4 separate regions of the Mus musculus genome follow, and regions 1, 2 and 3 are each linked to region 4. A link is a contact called in public Hi-C, HiChIP or PLAC-seq and promoter capture Hi-C data. All regions are on one chromosome and are shown on one strand. The core of a region is the stretch at or near the end of the contact, and the rest is flanking DNA. Distances in the headings are between cores, read along the strand shown.

What was found. Promoter capture Hi-C pulls out the DNA fragments that hold promoters and counts their contacts. Hi-C and Micro-C count contacts between places; a contact is called where the count stands out from the background. HiChIP or PLAC-seq counts read pairs in DNA pulled down with a chosen protein or histone mark.
Region 1: an H3K4me3 HiChIP or PLAC-seq map of bone marrow-derived macrophages shows a contact between it and region 4, with 6 times the contacts expected there. The contact joins the enhancer-like site here to the promoter of Rasa3 in region 4. A contact is called at or near these places in 3 of 39 promoter capture datasets (the 3T3-L1 cell line, the C10 cell line and liver), 1 of 484 Hi-C or Micro-C datasets (bone marrow-derived macrophages), 4 of 115 datasets of contacts at active chromatin or transcription factors (the 230-238 cell line, bone marrow-derived macrophages, embryonic stem cells and 1 more) and 2 of 9 other capture datasets (bone marrow-derived macrophages and liver).
Region 2: a contact with region 4 is called in a Hi-C map of the C3H10T1/2 cell line, with 4 times the contacts expected there. The contact joins the enhancer-like site here to the promoter of Rasa3 in region 4. A contact is called at or near these places in 3 of 39 promoter capture datasets (embryonic stem cells and liver), 1 of 15 datasets of contacts at CTCF or cohesin (the NIH/3T3 cell line), 10 of 484 Hi-C or Micro-C datasets (the C3H10T1/2 cell line, the HL-1 cell line, Sertoli cells and 6 more), 6 of 115 datasets of contacts at active chromatin or transcription factors (bone marrow-derived macrophages, embryonic stem cells, forebrain and 3 more) and 1 of 9 other capture datasets (embryonic stem cells).
Region 3: a promoter capture Hi-C map of embryonic stem cells shows a contact between it and region 4, with 5 times the contacts expected there. The contact joins the promoter of Tmem255b here to the promoter of Rasa3 in region 4. A contact is called at or near these places in 10 of 39 promoter capture datasets (3T3-L1-derived adipocytes, the SN4741 cell line, cranial neural crest and 5 more), 2 of 484 Hi-C or Micro-C datasets (double positive thymocytes and liver), 8 of 115 datasets of contacts at active chromatin or transcription factors (embryonic forebrain, embryonic stem cells, kidney and 2 more) and 1 of 9 other capture datasets (embryonic stem cells).

What each region holds. Positions count from the first base shown.
Region 1 is chr8:13,516,201-13,518,900 of GRCm38.p6, forward strand. No RefSeq gene overlaps it. Among named protein-coding and RNA genes, the nearest start is that of Gas6, 23 kb to the left of the region's middle. Within about 2 kb of position 1,426, at least 50 of the 459 cell types and tissues checked have an H3K27ac peak or open chromatin away from gene starts, as enhancers often do. A contact at or near this core is called in liver, where this site is marked.
Region 2 is chr8:13,460,723-13,463,422 of GRCm38.p6, forward strand. Tmem255b (transmembrane protein 255B) reads left to right here. Exons shown (of 9, transcript NM_001143671.1): 9 at 483-730. The coding sequence ends at 647. Among named protein-coding and RNA genes, the nearest start is that of Tmem255b, 27 kb to the left of the region's middle. Within about 2 kb of position 1,304, at least 35 of the 459 cell types and tissues checked have an H3K27ac peak or open chromatin away from gene starts, as enhancers often do. A contact at or near this core is called in the C3H10T1/2 cell line, brown adipocytes, liver and 2 more, where this site is marked.
Region 3 is chr8:13,434,177-13,436,876 of GRCm38.p6, forward strand. Tmem255b (transmembrane protein 255B) reads left to right here and starts at 1,283. Exons shown (of 9, transcript NM_001143671.1): 1 at 1,283-1,491. The coding sequence starts at 1,437.
Region 4 is chr8:13,676,175-13,678,874 of GRCm38.p6, forward strand. Rasa3 (RAS p21 protein activator 3) reads right to left here and starts at 1,413. Exons shown (of 24, transcript NM_009025.2): 1 at 1,219-1,413. The coding sequence starts at 1,273.

The DNA.
Region 1 (2,700 bases), core at 176-2,675, 160 kb before region 4:
CAGGCCAAGCACGGCTCGGCTCCCAAGCGCTTTCTTGGCAGCCAGCCCTTGGATCAGAATCTGACCTGGTAGGAGGGAAACCACTCACCCACCAACCAGGTGGCCCCTCCTTGCCCTCCTCACCCACCCCTTTCCCTTCCTATAGAACCTGTGGGGTTATCTCTCCAGACGAGTGTGCTCAGCACCCCCCCCCCAACCCGGAAGCAATAAATGACTGAGAATGAGGCCCAAGCTTCACTGGGGCCTACTTTCCTTTAGGGCCTGTTTCCCACTCCATGTGGCCCGGAGAGAAGCAAACCCTAAGTGAGCACGCACTGCGATGTCCCACAGCAGGACGGAGCTGTCCTGCAGGAGTCAAGGGTCCCCACGACCCCCCTCCCCCCCCCCAGCAGACTCCCAGAACCTCCTTCACTCTGACTAAGACTCTAGGAGCTGATGTAGTATGACCACGGAGTCAGACCTCTTCTATCTCCACTCTCTCAAACCCTGGGGAACAGGTGCCCCTCAAACCACGGGAGGAACCACAGAACCTACCTCAACCCATCTTCTTCTTAGCCACATCTTAGGAGCTTTCCCACTGTTCTACAAAACACGGAAACAAACTTCTTCCTCAAACACTAACCAAATAAAAATGCCCCTGTGTCGAATACATTCCACCAACTAGGAGGCCGCGCTGGTGTGAGGTCACAGTCCAGCAGACCACAGTCTCTGGGACGTTTCTCTTAGGGCTTTGCTCTGGGAACAGAGCTAGAGGAAGGAATGTAAAGTGTGGAAAACATCTTAATGCTCCCAAACATTCACTTCCAACCTGGTATTTTTTTTTTCTTTTTAATCACAGTGAAAAATGTTAACAATCTCAACATCCAGCAGGAGGTAAATGGCTGTGGAAAACTCTCCAGTCCACACTTATCTACCCCTGTGTATGGCTACAGGGTCTGTGCAACAGCTCTGTTCTCAGAAATATCAAGTTGTATGTATGACATGTAAGAACAATGGTTTTAATGATGATATAAAGCTCTCAGAGACAGCATGTCATAAATTACATTCGTGATTTTCCCTGGGTGGTAGGGGTCTGGTGACTCCCTGCCTCTCCCTTCCCCAATCTCCTCTGCTGAGTATATTGTAATGGAAAATTCCAAAGAGCCTTGGCTTTAGCCAGCACATTATTTTCTGCTTCTGTCTGTGTGGTTTCTACCCTCCTGATACCTCATTGCCTGCGTACTCCCTCTTTGTCCTGAACATTCCTGAACAAATGAGTTGCTCTACAGCCTTGGAGCCCACAGTGCCTGACTGGGCTGCAGGACTTTGGCTGGTCAGAGTAGTGAGGCATCTTACTTGTACATACTCACACAGTTGAAGAAAGGGGCGGAAGTGCTCACACCACGGTAGAACCAGGCTGTCAGAACATGGGTAATCTTTTTGACCTCTACCCATGGGATTCGTGGAAACAGTGTGCGTCCTTTCCAAATACCTCCACTGGCCCGGTCACACTCCCTCCTAAGATAAGTGTGTTGCAAGCAAAGTTTTCAGGATTTCCAAGCATAAGTTGGCACAGTGGGTAAGCTGGGATATGTTCACAATCCAGATACAACTTCCAAGTCCTTACAGGCTGCGTGGAAATGAATTACCCAACAGTTACTTCCAGAAAGTTCTCTGACCATTAGGGGGTCCTGGCACCCATGTGGCTGGCATGTGCACAGCAGTCCACCCAGAGGAGCTCTGCAGGGAACCCGCCCTCTTGGCATTGGTTTACCAGAGCTGGAGATGTTAAGAGAAGAAAGCAGCCACAGATATAGGGATAATCTCGGTGGGGTTTTTTGAATTAGAAATGTTCTCCATAGGCTTATACAGTTGGGCACACAGTCCCCAGTTGGTGGTACTGTTTGAGAAGGTTACTAAACCCTTAGGAGGTGGAGCCTTGCTGGAGGAAGTGCATCACTAGGGGTGGGCTTTAGGGTTTTATAGTTTGGACTTACTTCCTGTTCTTCCTTGCTTTCTCTCTCCTTCCCATGTGTGCATGAAAGGAGATCACTCTATTCCTGACAGCCATGTCAACACTTCCCACTACAGGGGGCTATCTTCCCTTAGGAACTGTAAACCAAAATAAACACCTTTCTTCCTCAACGTGCTTTTTGTCTGGCCATTCTATTGCATCAGCGGGAAAGTAACTGATACAGGTGCTAAACATCTGGGAAATTGTCCCTCGGAGATATGTGATGGTTTGTCATCCATCTATGTTATAGCCCAGTGGATATTTCAAGGCAAGTCAACCAACCTGGCTGTTCCTCAAAACAGCACCAACTACTCTGTGGAGTAGATGGACAATAGTGTCCTCTCCTCTCCTCTCCTCTCCTCTCCTCTCCTCTCCTCTCCTCTCCTCTCCTCTCCTCTCCTCTCCTCTCCTCTCCTCTCCTCTCCTCTCCTCTCTTCTGTCAGCCCACTCTGCCTAAAGAGTTCCTGTATCTAGCTCTCTCCCAGGCCCATTTCCCAGGAGAGTTCAAGAGTCCTTTAGGCAGCACAGAGCCCTGAATCACTTTAGCTAAGCTCAAAGCATAGCAAAGGGAGAGGCATCAGTGGGCACAGGGTGGGTATGGCTGCTGAGAGTTCTGCTAGCCTGCCACTCAAGCAACCTCAGGGAGAGTCTCATGCAGCTGCCTGGATATGCAGACCACACATATATTGGTAAGGGGGTTTGTTAAA
Region 2 (2,700 bases), core at 54-2,553, 220 kb before region 4:
GGGTACCAGCTTACTCAAAGTCACTGATTAATTACATCTGAAAAATAACTTCCTTAAACTTCTAGACTATGGCTGACCACATTTGGCTGCTACCACAATAATCACCATGCTGTGTTGGGAATGTTAATGGTCTTGCTGTCTTTAGTGAGTGTCAAGTCCTGGCTGTAGTTGTCCCTGGATCTTCTAGTTAGTGCTAGTGAAAGCTGACTGGGCTAAGCAGGCCAACCAAGCCAGGAGTTTGGAGACCTTCCTGTGTCCCCAACAGCTTTAGAAGCCAGGTCTGTGTCAATCAGATGCTGTCCAGGCTGACATCTGACGTCTCTTGGCTGTTCTAGACTGGAGAGGCCTTCTGAGAGGCCCGATGAGCCGGTGCCTCCTGGTCTGGTAAGCTGCTGGGTCAAGGTGGTGCTGGTGTATATGCTGGACAGCGTAGCTGAGTCCCCCCACCTGCTGATCGAGGACGCCTCTCTGTTTAATTGCAGCCCTCCAGTGCCCCGCCAGCCTCGGCCTCTGCTGACCTCTCTCTGCCTGAGGACACAGAGTCTCCCTCCCAGTGCCAGCCCAGCCGTGGGTGTTCCCATGCTCCTTCACCCTGCACACCAGCCTACTTCCTCCCAGGGGAGAAGCCACCCCCCTACGCACCCTGACACAGAGGAGGTCGTAGACTAAAAAGTAATGTGGTTTGGGTTTTTCCCAAAATATAACAACAAAATAAAGCCGCATATAGAAAGCCCGCTTCTGCAGCCAGCCTCATAGAGAATTCCAAAAGGATCGCAAAGCTGTTGGCCTTCCCTTGGGCACACCCTCTCCAGCACAGGTCAGGGCCAGAGGCAGGAGCAGAGCTAGCTAGCCGACTGGCCCCATGCCACCTCTGCTGTTCACTGCCTCTCCCTACGTGAAGACCAGCAGCAAACCGTACTAGACCCCAGCAGCCTCCTCATCTGGAAGGACTTCTCTGCATGGACCATCGCTCAGAGTTCCGTTTTGCCCTTACCATGGTGATGGCTATCACCCTGCAAAGAGAAGGTAGCCAGGCATTTCTTTCAATGAGGGTTGTTCCCTCAGGACATGTGTTACAGGTTGACAGACTTCTGTGAGCACGTCTCTGAGAAGGAAACTAGCTTTTGAGTTCTGCCTCTGTGCAAGCTCTCCCTTTTGGTAGACTCTGGATCTCACACTTGCTTCTCCCTGTAATGCGCTGTTGCTTTGTGGCCACTGATTTAGTCATTGATTAGATGTTGTGTGGCTACCTCACCAGCCTGCCTTTCCCTCTCTAAGGCTGGACAGAACTAGCAGTTTGGGGTGGAGGACCTGCTCCAGCGCCCCCTGCTGGCCAAGTCCACGCTGTCCAACAGAAGATCTTACCAAAGCAGGCTAGAAGAGGTTTTCTAAACAGTTTCCTACAAAAGACCCACAACACAATTTCCAAGCAGAGAGGTGATAAGTCTGTCTGTGCAGAAGCTGTGCTGCAAACCCAAGAGCCGCACACTGGTCCCAGAAGTGCTGAGACAGTCACTGGTCTGAGGACTGCTAACTGTGCACGACCCTTCTTATTGAGTTTGGCCTTGGAGCCTGAGGATGAGAGAGTCTTGGTTTCTGTTTGATGATGACTGACCTTGGATCCAGCACAGTTGCTTCCCTACACCCTCCAGGAGCCTGGCTTCAGCCTCCCTAGGACCCCGGATAAATATCCATAATAATCTGCCAACTTATATTTACACCACTGTATGTACTAAGATATTTAATACCTCCCAGGACCACAGTTTCAGAGGCTGTTGTGAAAGCTTCCGTGGAGTTGCACTTGAGGGCAATAGGCCAAAACCATCCCTGGACTTTGGAGGGCGCCTCGGGCACGGCTCCTCAGCGGGGTCAGGGGTCAGTTGGCTCTGTCCCTTGCCTTGGCATCTATCCAGAGGGAGTACAGTTAAGTAGCTCTCACAGGGGACGTGCTACAGTGCTGGCTGAGGACGAACGCATTCTACACGACAATGGCAAGATTCCTGTTCCTTGTGGGGTGAGGTTCAGGAAGATGTGGGTGGCCAGAGGTACAGAGAGGTATCCTTGATGAAGACACACACAGTAGGCTGCTTCCCTCCCCCCCTCCCCCCAGGACTGGGACGAAGGTTGCCTCACCTGTGTAGTGATTGTAAAGACAAGAGCCAAGCTCTGGAGGCTGCTGAAAGCGAGGGTCTGTAAGGCATCGGTGCCTCCCTGGTGCAGGGTCTCACACCCTCTCTCTAGCTCTTTTTAGATTCCATCTCCCTAGTTTTGTATTCAGTAGTCCTGTGCCCTGGGCCCAAGGGACTCGACCTCTGAAGGCCATAAGGCTGGCCCTAGGGCCTTTGCAGACCAACAAAACTGCATGTCTGGGTATAGAGCCCGTGCCCACTGGAGCCAAGAACTATTAAGAAACATTGAACTCCCAAGGTTAACAGTCTTGCTCCTTGCCACAAATATGTCTGTCTTCCTCATTCCAGCCACAGAGAATGTAAGGCCCTGCACCCCAGTCTCCAGAGCAGCCCTCCCCAACCCACACTAATCTACAGTGTGGCCGGATATGCCGACAGTGTCCTTGCCTTTGTGTGGACGAGGCTGGAAAGCCAGCTGGAGCCTGCATGTTCAGTGGCTCATCCCTCCATGGCTTTGCCTCTTCGAATACTGCTCAAGGGTCTGCCCTGTGCTTGGCTTCTGCTCTGGGTG
Region 3 (2,700 bases), core at 33-2,532, 240 kb before region 4:
CTGAGTTATATGTAAGCACTCTGCTATGGAACTGTGTAAGTACTCTACCCCTGAGCTATGTAAGCACCCTACTATGGAACTGTGTAAGTACTCTACCCCTGAGCTATGTAAGCACCCTACTATGGAACTGTGTAACTACTATAACACTGAGCTATGTAAGCACTTCACCATTGAGTACTATACTCCTGGTTCTCAAAACCTTTTAAGCAATGCATTAATAGTCTTTAAAAGACTTACTTTCCCCTACTGCTGCCATGCATGGTACTCCGTCTTGGTTAGTTTTTTGCCAACTTGACCCAAGCTAGAGTAATCTTAGAAGAGGAATATCACCTGAGAAACTGCCTCTGTCCTATCACCTGTGGGCAAGACTACTGAGCATTTTCTGAGTTAAGGACTGGTGTGGAAGGGCCCAGCTCACTGGGGGAGGTGCCACCCCTGAGTAGGTGGTCTTGGGTGGTCTAAGAAAGCAGACTGAGCAAACTATGAGACACAAGCCAGTAAGCAGAGCCTGTCCGTGGTTGCTGCTTCCGTACCTGCCTTGGCTCTTCCAATGGTGGACTGTGATCAGACATATAAGCCCAAGGAGCTCTTTCCTTGCCAGGCTGCTTTTGGCCATGGTGTCTTTATTGAAGCAACAGGAACTTAACTAAGGAACTTAAATAAGACATGCCCAGTCTGCTTGCCTGTTTTCTTGCAGCCCCTCTCTGGCTTCCCATAGCAGCCTTCACTCTGAACTTTAGCTGCTGGGTTGGGGCATGCTCACAACAGAACCTGAGTTTCCATGCTATATGCAGACCCCCTTCCCCCGAACCCCAACTGAGAAGATGCCTCGGTCCATCACATCACCTGTGTGCAAGTCTGTAGAGCATTTTCTTAATGATTGATGCGGGAGGGCTCAGCTGGGGGTCTGAAGTAGGCGGGGCTTGAGTCCTTTCCAGCTGTGTGGAGAATTCCTGCTCTGCACCTGCTGTCTTTCTGTTTCCCTCCACCTGAGCCACCCAGTCCTTGGTCTGCGGGGCCACCTCTGACCGAGCGTTGGGCTCAGGCCAGCGGTCTACAGTGTTTCTTCAGGTACATTCTTTCTCACTGGCTCGGTGGGTGGGTCGGTGGGTCTTTTCTTAGACTCTTAATTTCCAGGGACTAGAGACTGGAAGGGGAAGAGGGGGGAGGAGAAAAAGGAGGGGGAGAAGAGAAGGAGGAGCTGCTGGCAGGCACCAGGACCTTGGAGGGAGGAAGGGAGGTGTAGGAGATGGTGGGGGCAGAGGGGAGGTGGAGGGAGAAGGGAAATGACCAAAGGAGAGGTAGAAAGAAGCGCGGTGGAGTAGAGGAGAGCGGACACAGGGCTGCATTTCTTGAAACTGCTGGGACTCTGAAACCTAATCACCGGGCAGGAGGAGCTTCGGGGCACTGCCCTCCCAGTGGAGGGCACTTCGGGAATGCAGCCGCTCCCACCGCCCGTGCCAGGCCCTCTGGCTCTGCTGGACACCACAGGTTAGCTAAGGGCATCGTTGGTATCTCTGCCGCTGGCAGGCAATTTGGGGACCCGGGAGCTGGGTTACAAGTTTCTAGCAGCTCTAAGAGGGGAACTACCTGCACAGCTCAGGACTCTGGGCACAGGACTCCTTTGGGGTTTGGGGCTGGGACTAGGTCTGGTTTCATGTGGTACAGATCACCTATCCATTGGTGCCTCATCCTTCTCCACACTGACCTATCCACTCTCCCCTTCTGTTTCTGTCCCCCGTGTTATCTTTTTGTTAACAGACCCAAGTCCTTATAAGCGGTTAAATCCCAGACCAACACCTTTCCAGCCCTACTGCATTTCTTTCAGTTTCTAAACTTTTCAGGGAAATGTTTGAAAGAACCAGGGAGCACATCCTGCCTGAGGGGGGCAGGGAAAGGTGCTCAGGGATTTTAGAGTTGGAACCAGCGAGGGCTTCCACCCGCTTCACACCCCAGCCTCTCCATCTCTAATTGTTCCCTTTCCCGAATCAAGCCCGACACAGCTGAAAGCCAGGTCCGTCTGGGAAAACAGGAAACCTGGTGCAAGCTCTGGCTCCAGCCGCTTAAGCATGGGTGCTCTTCTGGGAGGCAGCCTGACCCTGGAGGGATGCGGGCCATTGTTCCTGCAGGGCAGAGGGTGGGGGAGATTTACATGGTGACCCTCTGCTGTGGGATTAAGGGATTAGGTCAGAATGGGTGGGGGTGGCTCTTGATGATCCTTTCAGAACCCCTGGTGATCGTTGGAAACCCTGGTGGAAAAACTTCTGGGTAGTCTGATTGGTTAGTGCTGTTTAATAATAATGATGATGATGATGATGATGATGATGATGATGAAGAGGAGGAGGAGGAGTCTGGCTTCTTTCTGAGAGAGACTGCCGTACCTTCTCTTCTGTAAGGCCAGTTGCTCTGTGGTCATCCGTTCATTCTCCTAGCTGATAGCTAGCGTTGACCAGCAGCTGTTATGTTTCCAGCTGCCAATGCTGTTATGTTAGGGTGACTTGGTTTACACCTGAATTTTCTTCTGATAAGAAACTCCAGACTTTGAAATGGTTTGTGGGAGGTGTTTGTTTTTATTGAGACAGAGTCTTAAAAGCAACTAAAGGTCTGCGTGGCTCCAGGCTGTGACCATTTTATATCGACCCTTCTTTGCTTACAGCTTGGCATGGTGCTATATATAAAATCAGAACCTGGTGACTGAGC
Region 4 (2,700 bases), core at 163-2,662:
CTCACTTGGTCAGAGGATCTGGCTGAAGGAAACTGAAGCTGGCCACCCTCACACAAGTAGTCTTTGCCCACAGAGGACAGAAAGCAGCCCCTTTCCTCAGATGGAAACTGACAGCAATTCCAGGCATAAGAGCAAGAGAAATCCCTCCCGTGCCCTCTGCTCCAGCCCAAACACCACATGCTCTCCGCAGCGCTTCTGAACCAAAGATCAAACTGTCTCGGGCGATGATTCAAAAGCAAAATAAAGCGGACAGGAAGCAACACGCTGATTGCGAGTAGCTGGCATTCTTCAGACAGCATCGAATGTCATCAACAACTGACACCAGGCTGTGACTGTTGCCACCCACTAGGGGCCTTTTCACATGGGAACAGGCCAGTAATGTGGGGCGCAGTTCAGAGGGAAAAGACTACAGGGACGGTGCACTAGGACCCAGAATTCCTTCCAAGAAAATTGGCCCCTGCCCAGTGTGTTAATGACTTGATGTGTAACGGTCACTTCAGAAAACCACTGTAAGGAAGTAGACTCACACGTCACTCACAAGATAAAAAACAACTGGGAAAAACGAAATCTCCAGGTTAAAAAAAAAAAAATCAGGAAGTCCTCTCCAGGTCTCTCCAGTTCCACTTCACTCCCCGTTCCTAGCGTTGCTGCCGAAGTCCCGACCAGCCCAGAGCAGCCTGAATGCCAGGCCTGCCGGCCACAGCTCCCACGGCCAGTTCTCAATGAAAGGAGGGGGAGGTGCTGGTGGCTCCATCACCAGGCCTGCAGCGCGCAGACACCACACACACACACACACACACACACACACACACACGGTCGCGCGCGTGCACGGCCTCGAAGCCTGCAGCAGCCGAAAAGGTGAAGGGGCGCCCCCTCCTTGGGAAATAAGTTCCTGCGCACAACTGTGGAGAGGACACCAGGAGACTGACATCAGTAGACCCGATCCCTGAAGTGGGAGCACCCAGACGGATCCGCGCGTGCTCGTGCATGTAAAGTCAGGCGCCTGGGATCTGGAGCGGTGCTGCGCACACGGACACACGCAGGCAACCACGCGCGCTCACTCCCACAAACAGACGCCCCCTGATACAGGTCCCTCCTCCCCCGCAATGCCACGGAGAACCGGGCAGTCTAGGCGGAGAAACACGAGGAGCCGGTCCAGCCCGGCCGGATACCAAGAACAGGGGTCTGGGGAGTTGCCCACGCCACCGCGGTCCTCACCAATCTTGATCCTCACGCTCTGGAAGACCCGCAGTCCCTCTTCCTCCACCGCCATGCTGCTTGTCGACCTCGCCAACGCGCGAGGGCCCGGCAGCGCGGCCGCAGAAGGGGGACAAGACAGGGGAAGAAGCCGGCAGACGGAGCCGAGCTGCGGATGCCCCCAGAGCCCCGCGCGCTGCGGTCCGCGCTCTGACCGGGTGCACCGCCTCGCGCCCTTCCATTGGCAGAGCTCGGGGGCGGGGCTGCGGGCGCCTTCCTTCGCCAGAGCCCCGATCTTCATTGGCTAAGGCTCTGCATGGGGTGGGGTAGTACGACTCCGCCTACTGTCAAACACTGCATTCCATTGGTCGGGTCTGTAAGGAGGCGGAGGCGGACTCTAAGGCGGGATCGGAAGGGACTTGCCTTGGAGTGCCCCTGAAGCGGTCCCTCTTCACAGCCCTCGCTGGTCCGGTCTCTCTGGACCTGGGACAAAGAGAGATCGTGAGTATTGATCTGTGTTTTGACCGCCAGGTCCCGTAAGACCGACTCGCACTTAAAATCTAAAAAGCTATATTCAAACAAAAGGTATGAAAGGAAAAGATTTCCTCTAGCCCCAGCTTCAGCGACTGAGAAAAGTGACACCTGCCGATCGCTCTGGAGAAATCAGAAGGTGATATGCTGTCAAAGTGAGGGCAAGTGGACCCTGTGCCCAGCAAGCAGTCCCTGCTTACCCTGTGGTGTGCTTGGGCAGCCTCAACGCGGCCCTTGAATTTAGCATTCCAGAACCTTCAAACCTGGTGCTTACTGGCAATTTGATTGGTATGCAACTTTAGAATTGTTGTATCTCTACAACGATACTGTGAGGTCCTATCCCCGATCCCTCCACTAAGTTTTTCCTGCAGCTGGCATAACTCCCAGCTTTCCTAGAGGGCCAAGAGCTCTAGTCCCTCGTTCCTTATAGTAGTCACAGAAGTGTCTCCCAGAGGCCCTGGTGGGTGGGGAGTGGCGGTAGAGATAGCCTCTGCAGTGGGTTTGAAGGAGGCCTGCCTTTCGGTAGGACTGAAAACGGAAGTGGCATCGCTTGAGGAGTCAGGAGGCTAGGTCATTGATACACCAACTGAAAGGTGTGACACAAAAATCCCTTGGTGCTATACGGTAGCTCTCTCACCAGCAGCCAAAGAGCAGAAATACAGTGTATAGGCAGGACACCCAGGAAGGTGCTGGAACTCCAGAGAAGCTGATTTGGAACCCTCCAGAAGCTGCTGTGCCATAGACAGGCTCTGACTGGGAAGAGAGGGAGCCGCTCTGGGTTAACACATCTAAAACCCTGAATCTCCGGCTCAGGAACTCAGCTTAGTGGTAGAGAACTTGGGTAGGAGGCACATGACTGGACAGGGATGGGGGTGGTGGTGGGGAAGGACACAAAATCACCAAAAGACTGCTTTAGCTGGGCTGCTGTACTGTGATAAAGCACCATGACCAAAAACAACTTGGAAACCATAA